3 separate regions of the Mus musculus genome follow, and all the other regions are linked to region 2. Evidence: chromatin contacts called from public Hi-C data. All regions are on one chromosome and are shown on one strand. Each heading gives the region's core, a stretch centred on a gene start, on an enhancer-like site or on the middle of the called end of the contact. The rest is flanking DNA. Distances are from core to core; before and after follow the strand shown.

The links. Hi-C and Micro-C count contacts between places; a contact is called where the count stands out from the background.
Region 1: a contact with region 2 is called in a Hi-C map of bone marrow-derived macrophages, with 24 read pairs. The contact joins two enhancer-like sites. A contact is called at or near these places in 2 of 484 Hi-C or Micro-C datasets (bone marrow-derived macrophages and conventional type 1 dendritic cells) and 1 of 115 datasets of contacts at active chromatin or transcription factors (microglia).
Region 3: a contact with region 2 is called in a Hi-C map of regulatory T cells, with 7 times the contacts expected there. The contact joins two enhancer-like sites. A contact is called at or near these places in 4 of 39 promoter capture datasets (the C10 cell line, hematopoietic stem and progenitor cells, liver and 1 more), 6 of 484 Hi-C or Micro-C datasets (CD4 T cells, CD8 T cells, Th1 cells and 2 more) and 2 of 115 datasets of contacts at active chromatin or transcription factors (effector CD8 T cells and memory CD8 T cells).

What each region holds. Positions count from the first base shown.
Region 1 is chr10:8,008,701-8,011,400 of GRCm38.p6, reverse strand. No RefSeq gene overlaps it. Among named protein-coding and RNA genes, the nearest start is that of Gm30820, 30 kb to the right of the region's middle. Within about 2 kb of position 1,315, at least 31 of the 459 cell types and tissues checked have an H3K27ac peak or open chromatin away from gene starts, as enhancers often do. A contact at or near this core is called in bone marrow-derived macrophages, where this site is marked.
Region 2 is chr10:7,808,862-7,811,561 of GRCm38.p6, reverse strand. Ppil4 (peptidylprolyl isomerase (cyclophilin)-like 4) reads right to left here. Exons shown (of 13, transcript NM_026141.3): 11 at 1,104-1,200. Among named protein-coding and RNA genes, the nearest start is that of Ppil4, 17 kb to the right of the region's middle. Within about 2 kb of position 1,366, at least 12 of the 459 cell types and tissues checked have an H3K27ac peak or open chromatin away from gene starts, as enhancers often do. A contact at or near this core is called in Th1 cells, bone marrow-derived macrophages and regulatory T cells, where this site is marked.
Region 3 is chr10:8,053,996-8,056,695 of GRCm38.p6, reverse strand. No RefSeq gene overlaps it. Among named protein-coding and RNA genes, the nearest start is that of Gm30820, 75 kb to the right of the region's middle. Within about 2 kb of position 1,250, at least 47 of the 459 cell types and tissues checked have an H3K27ac peak or open chromatin away from gene starts, as enhancers often do. A contact at or near this core is called in Th1 cells and regulatory T cells, where this site is marked.

The sequences.
Region 1 (2,700 bases), core at 66-2,565, 200 kb before region 2:
CCTCGCCCACCCATACAAGCACACAAAGAGGGGAAGTAACGTTAAATTTTTGCTGAAGAACGGGAGTACATCTCTCTGAACTACCCACTCTGAGCTGTTCGTACAGAGAAAAGAATCAACTGTTTCTACTTGGACGCTGAGGGAAGACGTTGGTGCTGAGCTAACATGAACGGGGTCCTTAAGGATGTGTTCTCTCTCAAAGAGCAGGAAGTACACTATAGACAGAGGCAACATAATCAATGAGCAAGAGAAAGAGATGAAGTGGAAATGACAAAGGACCTGAGATGGCACAGTATGGAGACAGGGCAGGGTGGGGCTTTCGTGCACCCTTCAGATCCATAAGGGAAAAGACTAGGAGCTCAGGAAACATTTATTATTCATGGATGTTGAGTGGGAGTAGGTGGAGCCAGATTTTAAGGGGCATTTTATGGCATACTGGGAAGTCTAAGCTTGGGTTTGTAGCAATGAAAATGCACCAAACTTTCTTAAATCAAGGAAGTGTCATAATTACATCTCTTAAGACGATATAACATAGGTTTTGAGGGAGGCATTTTTGAAGAAGTAGAGCTTCTAAACTTTTCTAAACAGCATGATGGACTTTGCTTCAGCTTTTTCCTTCTTTTGCTGTAGATTTGCCCCAGTCGTGATTATTCTCAGGAAATTACATTCCCCAACAGTGATAGTTGACCTTCAGTGGCTACTTGGAAGTACGATGGAGTCACATCTCTGGATGTGTCTGTGTAGGTCTTTCTAGAGAGAAGCCACTGAAAAAAGAAAGGTCCACCATGCTTCTGGGTGGCATCTTCCAGTGGGCTGGAGCATGGATGGGATATAAGGGGAAAGGAGAAAGCCCATGGATGCCATCATACCTTATATTCTGCCTCCTGGCCCATTGAAATGTGCAAAGGCGGACTCACGAATCCACTGCCACAGCCAGGACCCCTTCTTACCTAAGCCATCCTCACTATAATGGGTTGGACCTTCAAACTGTGAGCTGAAGCAAATCCTCCCTTAGACCTTCTTGTCAAGCTTTTGGTCTCAGCAATAGGACAAGTAGCCAATGTTCCACCAAACAAAAACAAAAAACAAAACCAGCCCACTTAGCAGCAATAGTAAGAGTTTGCCACATTGCCACATTGCCACATTGCCACAGAGGTTCCTGAAGCTGATGCTTTTGTTGTTGTTGTTGACTCTCCTGAGAAACCTCATTTGCTCACACTAATATTCAAATGGCATGAGGTCTCCTGTTCTCATGAGGTCTCCTGTTCTCAGTTTTTCTGACATTTTGGTTTCTGTTCCTGTTTCCCTGCAAACCCCCTGGATGTGCAGATCACTGTGAGTTGATCCCCTCCCTCTTCCTGTTGACAGTCTTTCTGTCCCTTACTCAACTCTGAGTGACTGTAAGTGGGGACAGGCTCCACAGCAGGTCATCATAGGGGCCACTGTAAAACTAACAGATGAGTGTTGGTCACTTCTCATTCTGCACTACAGAACACAGGTGTCTGCTCGGTTTGTTGCTGGTCACTTCTCTAGCCCCTCATCCTGTAAGTTTCTAGGTGCATGGGCTGAGGGAAAGGTGTCAAATGAAGTAGACGGTAGTTTTGCCCCTCATGACTCAGAGTGAGTCCCAGTTGGAAAAATAACTCGTGGCCCTAGCATTTCACACTAAAGGAAGAATTCTCACTTTAAATGACAGGATTTGGGATCCAGTCATGTTTTCCTCTCGGTTTGCTTGAAAATCATCCTGGGTCTAATCCTGCAACAGTCACGGACATAGAGCAGCCCCACACAGGAGTCCTAGGCACTTTGAAGACTTTCTTGTTGCCAAACTCCTCAGCCGCAGGATTACCAGATCACTCACCAAATGAGACAGGAGGACAGTCTCCCAACACAAACGGATGCTCTCGAATTCCTACACCGATCTCAGTTATAAAAAGTTAAGCACCCATGGCATGATTTGTGGCCGCTCCAAAAAGACTTTCACTGGACTTTGTCAAAACAAGTACTGGATTTAAAAAATCTAAAAGCATTATGAAATTCGGCCTCGCTACTATAAAAACACTTGTACTACCTTACAAACTCTAATTTTCCTGGAACTTGTAGGCGCTCTTAAGCTAACCATTGAATGAAACTCAATTTTCTTTTCTTGTTTTATTTTTCTTGTTTCTTTTTTTTTTTCTGAAAACATCTCAAGGAAGCTTAATTCATGACAGGATTTGCTTGAGATTGTTCCTATTAAATATCACAGAGACTTCCAGGACTGTCAGATACTTGAGCTATAAATGTAAGAGAGCACAAACAGCAAACTCGGGACAAGTATTCTCTATGCTTCTCCTAAACCTGAATGTGGCAGTCCTAGGAAGTTGACAGAGTCAGGCAACCATGGCAAAAGTTTTTGTCTTTCAAAATAAGTTTAATGTTCAAGTGTTTGTGCTTTGCTCATCGTGAAAATTCCCACACTACTTTTGATCTTTAAAAATATTCCATAATGGGATTCAGAGATGGCTCAGTGAATGCAGCTGTGCACATCTGTAATACCAGTTCTCCTGTTGTGAGATGGAGGTGGAGACAGGAGAGTCCCTGGAGGGGCCAGCTTAGCTTATGTGGCAACACACAAAGAAAGGGAAACCCTATCTCTTTTACAGGGCAACCTTTAGTTTCCGTCCTCACCTTCAATACATGCACATCCACACTTACACA
Region 2 (2,700 bases), core at 117-2,616:
GGCTGCCTGGAAAGCCTTAGGGTGATGCTGTCAGCACCCTTCAGACACATCCCAATACTTTGTGCAGCACAGACAGGCAACACACTTTAAATAAAGCACGACTATCTAAAGGCCAACCTGATACTCAACCTCCTTGATGAATACTTGGAGAAGACATGCCTATGTAACACAAAAGAGAGAACCTCTTTTCATCAACAGAAACTAGAAAACAAAGACACCTTTTACCAAAGATGATCACCAAAGAAATGACCTTTGCAATGTGTGGAGTGATAGATTTATAATGGGAAATCAGTCATAGTTGAGCAAACAGAAATGATGTAAGGCGAGCAGTATGCTTCATGGCTTTTTTCCTTGTCGCAACTTGGAAGAACCTGAATTGCATGGTCCAGTCTATAAATTTCTTTTAGATCCTATAAATGTCAACTCTTGTACTGAACTGGAAGGAGCCCTAGACAAAAATTTAGCAAAAAGATTTAGCAAATCCTTGTTGTTAAATGGCAATGTATTATACAGAAGAAAAAAAATCTAATCGTGTGACAGAGAACTACAAGATTTTGTTATCTAAATAAGGAAATTAAATAAAAGGGAATAAATATCAGGGGCTGGAGAGATGGCTCAGAGGTTAAGAGCACTGGCTACTCTTCCAGAGGTCCTGAGTAAAATTCCCAGCAATGACATGGTGGCTCACAACCATCTACAGTAGATCTGGTGCCCTCTTCTGTTACACCAGCATACATGTGGGCAGAACGTTGTAAATAGAGTAAATAAATAAAATCTTTAAAAAAGAGAGAGAGAGAGAATGAATAACACAAGGATATTCAATAGAAAGGAACTTAAAACATTAGTATATATAAAAGTAACACATTTACTTTTGAAGATCATTGAGAACAGTGGGTAAGTAAGTAAGGTATTTATTGTAAGAGTGGGAGATAAAATATTTAGGCCTAAGGTTTCTTTCAACTCTAACTTTCTTCATAATACATGGTATACTGAAAAAGTCAAGTCTATGGGAAACACTGACCAGCTGTGACAACAAAATGTCCCCCTCACAAATGACCTACAGAGGGGAGGCCAGCCAAGCATACGGTTCTTATAAAGGATACTCCTGTTTGGGCTTTACTTTTTCTTTCAGAACCAAATTGGCTGGTTTATCCTGTTCCTTTTCATACTCCTTGAAATCACTCTTGGTATATTTCCCACCTGTTTATTAAAAGAAATAAAAGAATTAGCATCCTATAATGGTACACTAACAATTTTATAAAACACAAAGGACTACTTATGAAAGCACACAGTGGGAGGTAGGGAAGGTGAGGAAGGCCTTAAACCCAAAGCCTGTCTCTGCTGTTACTCTGGTTCAAAGTGCATGTCCAGTTTTCTTTAGTTATATGCTGCCACCTAGTGACCTGGGTGAATATTACAACATCCAACTGAAAAAAACACTGTTCAAGCAAAGCCACCAAGTCCATGAACTCTACTGCATCAGCCAGCAGCTAACACTACTCCAAAGCAGACACCACCCACCACCAATAGGACTGTGATTATAACACGTAAAAAACACATCAAGAGGCTGGTCTGGGAAAGGGTATGGGCCTGGTAAGACTGGCGAGCCAAGCTGGGACAGGTTTCTCCTTCCACCACAAGAGAAGCCAACTCAGAGAGAAACAAAGCCTTGTTCCAACTGTGAACAAAAAAGCTCTCCTCATGAAACAGAGAAAGTTCAACTCCCTCTAAGCCGTGGGTTGGAAAGGAATGATTGATAAGTGAGAGCACTGAGGTGAGGCGCTGGTTCAGACTGCAGGGTGCACTGAACAAGTTTCCTCTGCAACACGGCCTCTGGCGAGGAAAGGCTGCTGTGAATGAACACTGTGGAGAAAGAACATCCCTCACAGACCAGGTATTTCTCTCTCTAGATTTTTTACAGACCTTAATAAAAAATATTGAAAAAAAATCAATACAGCCTACTACTTATTACCAAACAGCCCTGTTTATTTCTTATTTTGAAAGTGCAGTAAAGTCATGGGCAACAAACCATAAATGGTACAGAAAAGGTAATCGTGTGGCTGTAGTGACGGCTCCATGGTTAAGAACGAGGTCTTGCAGAGGACCTGGGTTCGCCTCCAAGTACCCATAACCATCTGTAACTCCAGTTCTAGGGGATCTAATGCTCTGGTCTCTGCTGGGACCAGGCATACACATGGTACACATACATATAGAGAAATAAAATATTCAGACACATAAAATAAGAGTGAATCTTTAAAATAAGAAAAACCAGTAATCTTAATTTTTCTGGTAAAATTTAGCATTACATGTGAATAACTACCAAGGGAAACCTTTTTTCTGTTGTTATTTTGTTGTTGTTTTTCTGAGACAGGGTCTTAACTATATAGCCAACTAGCCTGGAAGTGGCTATATAAAGAAAGCTGGCCTTCAACTCACAGAGATATGCCTGCCACTGCCTTCCCCATGCACAACCCTAAGTGAAGCCTTTTTAAAGCATTGTAAAATGATCTTTTTAAACTCAGCTAGAAATGCAGTTCAATGACAGGACGCGTTCAGCATCTGGGAGACCACTATTCTCAATCCTTAGCATACACACACGCACACACACAGTTAACAAGATACAAAGTTCATGACTAGCGTGGGGAGTTAACACTTACAGTCTCAGCACTCAGGAGGATATTAAGTTTGAGACCAAGCTAG
Region 3 (2,700 bases), core at 1-2,500, 250 kb before region 2:
GTCTAGAGATGGCTCATCATGAGAGAGGTAACAGGAATCAATTTGCCAAGCTCAAAGTTCAGGTATTATTGCATCCAGTTGTCAGGTCTTGAGTCAATCACTTAACTTCTATTCTATCTGTAGATAGATATACAGTAATAATATGCCCCACAAGTGGCAGTGAACAGTTCCAAATAGAACAGGTCAGAGTATCTAGCCAGTTACACCCTGGGAGATGATCAAGGAGTACTAGTCTCATGTTGCCTGACCCTACCCTTTAGCAGTCCTATGAAGATCAAATGAGATGACATATATGCTCTGCTCTGTAAAGCCTGTGCATTGATCAGATCATTGATGCTATCTCAAAAAAATAAGCTATCCTAGAGTTGAGAATACAGTTTGCTTTCCAGGAATCATAAAGAGCCAGGTGTGGTGGTTAATCCTAATTAATGGTCAAGTTGATTGCATTTGAAAAAAAAACCACTTAAGAGATTAGTGAAGTACACTTCTGGGGTGTATTGGTAATGGAGTTCCTAGAAACAATTAGAGAGGGATAGACACCTAACCAAAGATTTAATCTATTGATGGGTAAAAAACTTAACACACTTATAGGAGGTGGTGGAGGCGGGGAGCCTGACTAGAGAAAGTAGGTCACTTGGGGCATGCCATTGAAAGATACATCTTGTCTATCCCTTTCTATTACTGCTCTCCCTGCCCCCACCATGGCCTACTTTCTGATGAAACCAAGTCAGAATAAATCTTTCCTCTTCTGAATTTTTCTCTCAGTAATTTGTAAGAGTGACATAGAACTAATAGACACAAGCTGAAAAAATATGGCAGGAGCCACTGTGGGAAGGCCAGTGTTCCATCCTAGAAGTCCATGCTTTGCTGATTTAGCCTCACAGCAAAGCAAAACCCAGCAGCATTTGGGGAGCACTGTGTCTGTATTATACAGCCTGCAGAAAGCTAAAACATCAACCTACTGGATACCTACAGAGGGATTTGCTGCTGGGTTCAATGTTTCCAAAGTAACACAAACACTTCATCTTTTAGCTCTGCTCTCAAACCAGTGTATCTCCATTTATCTGAGAACAAAGTTTATCCAGATTCTGGTCTCCGCTGACTAAGACTGTCTCATCTTTTAACTCAGCCAGGCACTTTCTGTTTCTGTCTTCTGCTTCCACCCAGCGCAGCAGCATCCTCAGATGGGTGTAAACCACATCCTAAACAGCCCCATGGACCTGGGCTTTCAGCATGCGCATATGGAGGTAGAGAGCGACCCCATTCAGCTCATAGCTGCTAGCAGTCAGGCCTTTTCCGGAAGCTCTGCTGATTACAGTGATTCTGGCCAGAGGAGCTGGGGAAAGGAAGACTGAAGGAGTCTTTACATCCATCACTTAGCTCGGAATGTGTGCAGCACATCAAAGTTTTCTGACCAACACACTACAAAATGGCTTCTTCTCCTTTAACTGGCCACTCTTACTAACTATACACTAAGTTGTTTAAACTGTTCACTGAAGTCTTTGGTGCGTTCTGAGTTTACTGTTTTGGAACAAATCCCATTTCCACAGCCTCTGGATTGCTAGACTTCTTTGGAGAACAGGGTGAGAATGGGTTGTAGAGACAACGTCTCCATTGAAATCCATCTTCTGTGTACATGCCCTGCAAAGTCAAGACAGATACTACATTTTCCAACCCAGATTCTTGATAAGCCCCTCTTGAGGCAGAGGAGGAGGAGAGAGAGGAGAGAGGAGAAGGAGGACAGGAGTAAGAGGACACATTCCAAGGGTTTTGTTGGGAACTGTTACAGTGTACAGTACAAGGCTGTGAAGGGCTCAGCACAATACCAAGTACACTGATCATCAGAGACTGGCTCTGTCTGTAGTATTTTCCTGTTTAGCTCAGGATAGGTGAAAGCCTACTTGGTGAATCCAGCCAAGCACATTCATTTGCATATCGCTCACTCCTGGCTACTCTCCTTACAGTTGCTGAGCAGCATCACAGCAAAACAGTCAGTATGGCTGCAGTATGCGACCCATTATACGCAAAACTTGACAACCTTTGGACTCATTTAGCCTGCTTCATCTTCTCCCCATCACCGCCATCAAGAAAAGCCTCCACTAGGGACAGGGCTTCTAATACCTTTTCAATATTTCTTTCTCAGTCTTTGCCAAATCTTTTGTACTCTTAGCCAGTTTGAAATGGAGAGTGTAATTCCCAGACTCCCTTTGCTATCAGAAGTGGCCATATGACTGAATCCTGCCCAATGGGATGCAATTGAATATTTTATGCATCCCTTGAAGAAAGCATCCTGAAGGGACTTCTCTGCTCTCTTTCTTGAAGCCTAAAATGCTAAATGCAGTGATGACCAAATAGGAAAATGGAAAACATGTTCTCATCTTAGAACACGGTGTGACCTTGAAAATGAATGTTATATTTAGCAGAACTGAGACTGGAAAGCCTAGGTCTCTGATCTTTGAGGCATACTATCTGGTAGAATATGCATTGTGTTAAGTTGTTTACTTGGAGTCTTCTCTACTCAAGTAAAAATAGTCCCCCAAAATATATTAAATAAACCAAGCAAGAAAGCTGATTATGGCGCCCCCTGGCCTCTGCTTGACACTCCCAAGAAAAACTCTTTGTGGTCAAATTGGCCCTTGGATACATTGGTTTGGGCAACATGGAACCACTTATTCTTACAGAAGGCCAACATCGCATTGC